Linked DNA regions of Mus musculus: region 1 is linked to region 2. A link is a contact called in public HiChIP or PLAC-seq data. All regions are on one chromosome and are shown on one strand. The core of a region is the stretch at or near the end of the contact, and the rest is flanking DNA. Distances in the headings are between cores, read along the strand shown. Region 1 overlaps Nop58 (NOP58 ribonucleoprotein). Region 2 holds the start of Nif3l1 (Ngg1 interacting factor 3-like 1 (S. pombe)).

Region 1 (2,700 bases), core at 174-2,673, 1.3 Mb before region 2:
CACTGCTGGGCTAGTATCTCTGATTTTTATGAGAAAGAAGCAGTTGTGTTTTCTTAGTGTTGTACTATTTTTAAGCACTATACATAAAACCCTTTGTTACCTGGCTGTCCTGAAACTTCATCTGTAAACCAGACTATCTGGGACCTCAGAGTGCTGGGATTAAAGGTATGTTTCACTGCGGCCTATTAGGATACTACTTTCAACAATCCTAGCATGTTATGGCTCGCTGAATAATACAGATGGCTCAGCAGTTAAGTGTACTGGCTATACAATCATGAGCTGTGGAAGTCTGATCCCTGTACCTACATAACAAGTCAGCAATTCCATGTGTGCCTAAACAAACCTCAGCTGGGAGGCAGAAGGATCAATGAGGTTTGAGGATTTCTGGCCTAGCCCCGGAAACCAGGGGGAGAGTCTGCCTCAAAGGAATAGGAAGAATGAAGGGACACCTGACAGCCTTTTCTGGCCCAATCAGAAACACGTGTACACAGCAAAGTTCTTTCTCAGACCAAAGCAAAGCTATGGGAAGAAATGATCCAACACTGAAGATATAAAGAAAGCCTGCCATAAGTTTTCATTTTTAAAAGAATATAGGCAATAGCCAGGTTGGGGTGGCACACTCTTTTAATCCCAGCACCTCGGAAGCAGAGGCAGTTGGATCTTTGAATTCAAGACCAGCCTGGTCTATAGACCGAGTTCCAGGACAGCCAGAGCTATACAGACAAATCCTGCCTGGAAAAACCAAAAAGAATACACTGGGTCTAATAATTGTATTTTTACCACTTATCAGCTTTATTGATGCTGAGCAAGTTTTTTCTTGAGGGCAACAGCAGCATCTCCCTGACATTAATACTTACACACTTTTAGGACAGATGTATATAAATATGTGTATGTATATGAGTAAGCATACATTTAACTTCTGTACTTACCTGTGGGCCAATCCAAGACACATGGCTGCCATCTCACGTGGTTCTACCCCAGGAATCAAGCCATCCATTTGTGATCGGATTCCTCTCATAAGTTCATTAACAACAGGACTATGGATACAGCTGAGATTCAATTTTTCCTATAAAAACATTCACATTAAATGAAAAATAAGTTTTCTTGAAAATTCACCGTTGTGGGTTTTCAGATATTGTCTTTTAAGAATTCACCAATGTAGCCAGGCAGAGGTGGCACACACCTTTGATCCCAGCACTTGGGAGGCAGAGGCAGGCGGATTTCTGAGTTTGAGTCCAGCCTGGTCAAACCCCGTCTTGAAAAACCAAAAAGAATTCACTAATGTGAATTCACAGGTTCAACTTAAACTCACAGGAACAATCTGCCTCAGTCTCCGGAAATGATAAGTGGAGCCTCCCTCAGCCCTGAAGCAGGCTGCTCCAGACTTTGACCTTGCTGCCAGTGAGAAGGAAATTACCTAAGGTGGAGCCTTCCGACCTAGATGGCTTCTTTTGTTCTGCCAGCTGCCACTGCTCTCTCCAAGACACTGCTACCTGCTGAGAAGCACCTGATACATTCCAGAGGAACATTCTATTCTGCGCATCACCTATAGGCTGGCTCCAGACACCAAGAATGGACTGGAGGGGATGGGCCTTCCCCTTTTATAAGCACACTCTCTTAGGAAACGGAGGGCCTTGAACTGAAACATGTCTCGGCTCCATTAACCTCTCGCAGTCTAAGTCTCTTTCAGCCCCAGCTTGCCTCCCTGGTGTACCTGGTCCTTGTAAGCCACAGGCCGGGATAGAACAGATAAGCATGATCTATCTCATTGGAATCTGGTATTTTAAAACAATATTGATCTCGGGTATAATATATATACTTTTCTCAACTGTACATAGTGTTTGCTTCTAGTATGTTTGTTAAGAAGTTGATGGAAATTAAATAGAGAAACCTTCCAATTACCCTTTTGGCTAGGCTGCATCCCAAGATGCAAAGCATTATTAAATCTGAGGAAGTTTTTTTCTTGCTTGTTGGACTAAGTGGACTACTGCTATTTTATTTGATTTCCAGACTTTTAAAATCTGCACATGTACCTATGTGATTTTTTTTTAAAGAAAAGATTTATTTTATATATATGAGTACACTGTCGTTATCTTCAGTCACCCCAGAAGAGGGCATCAGATTGCATTACAGATGGTTGTTGAGCTACCATGTAGTTTAGTGCGCTTAGCCACTGAGCCATCTCTCTAGCCCCAGCCAAAGGGAGTTTTTGTGCACTAGTTAAGTGCAGGTGCCTTTAAAGGCCAGACAGTATCAAATCCCCTGTAACTGAGTGATGGGTAGTAATGACCTGTGTAATGCTGGTAATGGGATCTGAAGCCCGGTGTATTAAGTGTACTAAGCACTTTTAACCACTCACCCATCATCACTCCAGCCATTTGTTTAGCTTTAAAATTACAAAGTATTGGGCTGGAGAGATGGCTCAGTTAAGAGTGCTGACTGCTATTCCAGAGGTCCTGAGTTCAATTCCCAGCAACCACACAGTGGCTCACAACCATCTGTAATGGGATCCGATGCCCTGTTCTGGTCTGTTTGAAGACAGCCACAGTGTATTTATAAATAAGATAAATAAATCTTAAAAATAATTAAGTAAATCTTTAAAAAAAATTACAAGGTACTCATATACTCACCGGATTTTAACCAAAAGTAACAGCAAAAAGTTTCTATCTTTTCCCTATGGATAAGTGCATCCCTCAAATA
Region 2 (2,739 bases), core at 156-2,655:
AATCCTCTCTAATCTTCTGGCTGCTTCTTGTTCTTTGGCTCAGTCTGTCTTCACTTATGCATAGCTTGTTTTCTCTATCTGCATCCTCTCTATATATAACTGTCCCAGTAAAAACTGCCCCCAGTCTCTCTCTGCACTACCCCTTAAGTAGCCCATCTTTTCTCCCTGTTCTGGAGAGAGCTGGGCATATCCTATTCTGTCAAATCTTTCTCTGATTCCTCACTTTGTCTGCCATTCAATTAGACATCACTTTCAAACATGGATGCTTCCTTCTACAAACTAATTTTACCTTCATTGTTTGAGATTAAAGATGTGTGCTAAGGGCACACCACAACTAGAAAGGTTCCTCCCACCCACCATCGGTAAATAACACAATCTCGGGGGTTCACAGTGTGACCAAACATCCTGTAACAAGCTACCAACGAGACTGATGTAACTTGTGGCTTTCTTGTTATACAATAAACTTCTATTGTGAGATGACACGACCACGTCCCGGTGTTTTTCTCGGACAATGTGCTCACAGTACAGACACATTTAAAGCATTATTTGAATGGGCTGGAGCTGCCGTACAATGGAGAGATGGGAATATCCATTGTCAATCTACATGATCTTTAGCCCTCTGAACAGCCACTTGCTATTTTTCAATTACACGAGAGCTCTCTTTGCACTTGCGTGTGGTTTTTCTTTCATTTACGCATGGCTCAAGACCTTTTCCAGAATAATCAAGGGCCGCGTGGCATAGCCTTTATTCCTGGAGTCAGCACCCTCACCCCTCCTGCAGCAAGGCAGTTTTCATCTGCAACCTCTCCTTCTATATTCATGTTCCCCCGGCCCTCTGCAGTCACCACAGCCAGCCCGATGTGCACCTCCAGCGAGAAGAACAGACAGCCCCCGCGAGCCCTTCAGTGGTTCACAACTCACCAGTCGCAGAAGCTCTTTCAGTGTATCACTTCCGCTCTGCTCTGAAGCTCCTGGCTTTGTGGAAAGAGTTGGGCAGAAGTGGTCCTGTGCGTTCTGCTTCCGACTCCAGGCCGCTGTGTGAAGTTGGGCGGAAGTTGTCCTGTGCGTTCTGCTTCCGACTCCAGGCCGCTGTGTGAAGTTGGGCGGAATTGGTCCTGTGCGTTCTGCTTCCCACTCCAGGCCGCTGTATGAAGTTGCTGGGCGACAGCGGGTTCTGCTTCTTAGTGAGGTTGTGGGTAGAGCTCTCAGGGGCCGAGGGGTGAGGTGCGTGGTCCTCCGAGTCCTAGTCGGTGTGATGAGGAGAGACTGACGGGAGAGTAGGGCGTCCCCTGCGGAGGGCTCCGGGCTTCACTTCTGTGGCGCACAGACACGCCTTTGGAACCCGCAGGCATGCCGGCCCTTGTAGTTGAGGCTTTTCCGTTCCCGCAGCAGTGGTGCTGAGCGCAGTGGGTGAGTGTGGGGGAAAGGCTTTTATCCTTTTCTCCGTGCACTCAAACGCCTGCTGCGCCCCACGTTGGTGCAAATTTATTTCTTGGGATCCTCGTGGTGAACTCTCGGGCTGGAGATGGTATTCCTGGGACTTTTAAATACGATTGATAAGTTAGCAAGATGTGGCGTTTGGGAAAAAACAAAACAAAAGTGTGAAGTATAGAAATGTATTGTACAGACGTCTTAAGTAAAGTAGGTGTCCCGGGTAAAGGGAGCTCCAAGTGCCTATCTAGAGCACTAGACCTGGAGGTGGGGCTATGCCTCCCTTGCAGAAAGCCTTGAAGAAAATGAGTAAAGTAAGTGCGCACTGGGGTGGCTTGTTGCATTGGGTAGGATCAACACTTTTATGATAGGATTTTCATTTAGAGGATGCTAGTCTAAGCTTTTCGTTGTAAATCTACCATAAAGATGAACAAGTATGGTGGGAACTTGATAGGGTAAAGTGAACTAATTCCTCTCTCTTGTAGGAGATTTGAAAAATTAAACAGTGCTTCCTAGAACCATCAAGAAGGAAAATGGTGAGTATGTATCATAGAATTATTCTAACTGGGTGGTTGGTTGCTTGTTTCTAACCCCTTTGGGTTCCCTGGAGCTGGAGACACAAGCAGATGTGGGTGCTGGGAACTGAACAGGCCCTGCTGCAAAAGCAACAAGTCCTGGTACCTGCCAAGCCTGCCCTCTCAGCCGCCCATTACATGGTTTTTAATTTGTGTGTGTGTGTGTGTGTGTGTGTGTGTGTGTGTGTTTTGGTTTTTTGAGACAGGGTTTCTCTGTGTAGCCCTTGCTGTCGTGGAACTCACTCTGTAGACCAGGCTGGCCTCAAACTCAGAAATCCGCCTGTCTCTGCCTCCCAAGTGCTAGGATTAAAGGCATGTGCCTCCACGACTGGCTGTTTTTTAATTTTTAATGAATATTTTTTTGGAGGAAGTCAGACAGGATAGTGAGTGTGTAGCTCAGTGGCAGAGTGCGTTCCTAGGATAAGGAAGGAGAGGGGAAGGGAGGGGATGTGGCGAGGGAGAGACTGTGTGTACCAGTATAGAGGGAACAAAGTAGAATAAACAAGTGGACATGATCATTACAACGTTACCCTGCTGGTGTGGTCCCAGCACTCAGGAGGTAACCTTGCTCCCAGCCTCTATAGGCCGTCGCAGTCTCAGACCTTTCATTAAAAGACACAAAAGGAAATAAACGAGCAAACAGTGTGCCCTTTCCCCGCAGAGATGAGCAGCACAGGTAGAATAGCAGGGAGTGTAGCTCCTGTGTCCACTGAAGCACCCCACTCACCTCCAC

What was found. HiChIP or PLAC-seq counts read pairs in DNA pulled down with a chosen protein or histone mark.
Region 1: a contact with region 2 is called in an H3K27ac HiChIP or PLAC-seq map of embryonic stem cells, with 6 times the contacts expected there. The contact joins the enhancer-like site here to the promoter of Nif3l1 in region 2. A contact is called at or near these places in 3 of 39 promoter capture datasets (cranial neural crest, liver and maxillary cranial neural crest), 1 of 484 Hi-C or Micro-C datasets (cortical neurons), 5 of 115 datasets of contacts at active chromatin or transcription factors (astrocytes, bone marrow-derived macrophages, effector CD8 T cells and 2 more) and 1 of 9 other capture datasets (pancreatic islet).

The regions. Positions count from the first base shown.
Region 1 is chr1:59,696,689-59,699,388 of GRCm38.p6, reverse strand. It overlaps Nop58 (NOP58 ribonucleoprotein), which reads right to left. Exons shown (of 15, transcript NM_018868.2): 5 at 930-1,066. Among named protein-coding and RNA genes, the nearest start is that of Snord70, 6.1 kb to the right of the region's middle. Within about 2 kb of position 1,423, at least 19 of the 459 cell types and tissues checked have an H3K27ac peak or open chromatin away from gene starts, as enhancers often do. A contact at or near this core is called in embryonic stem cells, where this site is marked.
Region 2 is chr1:58,443,817-58,446,555 of GRCm38.p6, reverse strand. It overlaps Nif3l1 (Ngg1 interacting factor 3-like 1 (S. pombe)), which reads right to left and starts at 1,405. Exons shown (of 7, transcript NM_022988.3): 1 at 922-1,405. Ppil3 (peptidylprolyl isomerase (cyclophilin)-like 3) reads left to right here and starts at 1,070. Exons shown (of 7, transcript NM_001285827.1): 1 at 1,070-1,410; 2 at 1,917-1,967. The coding sequence starts at 1,965.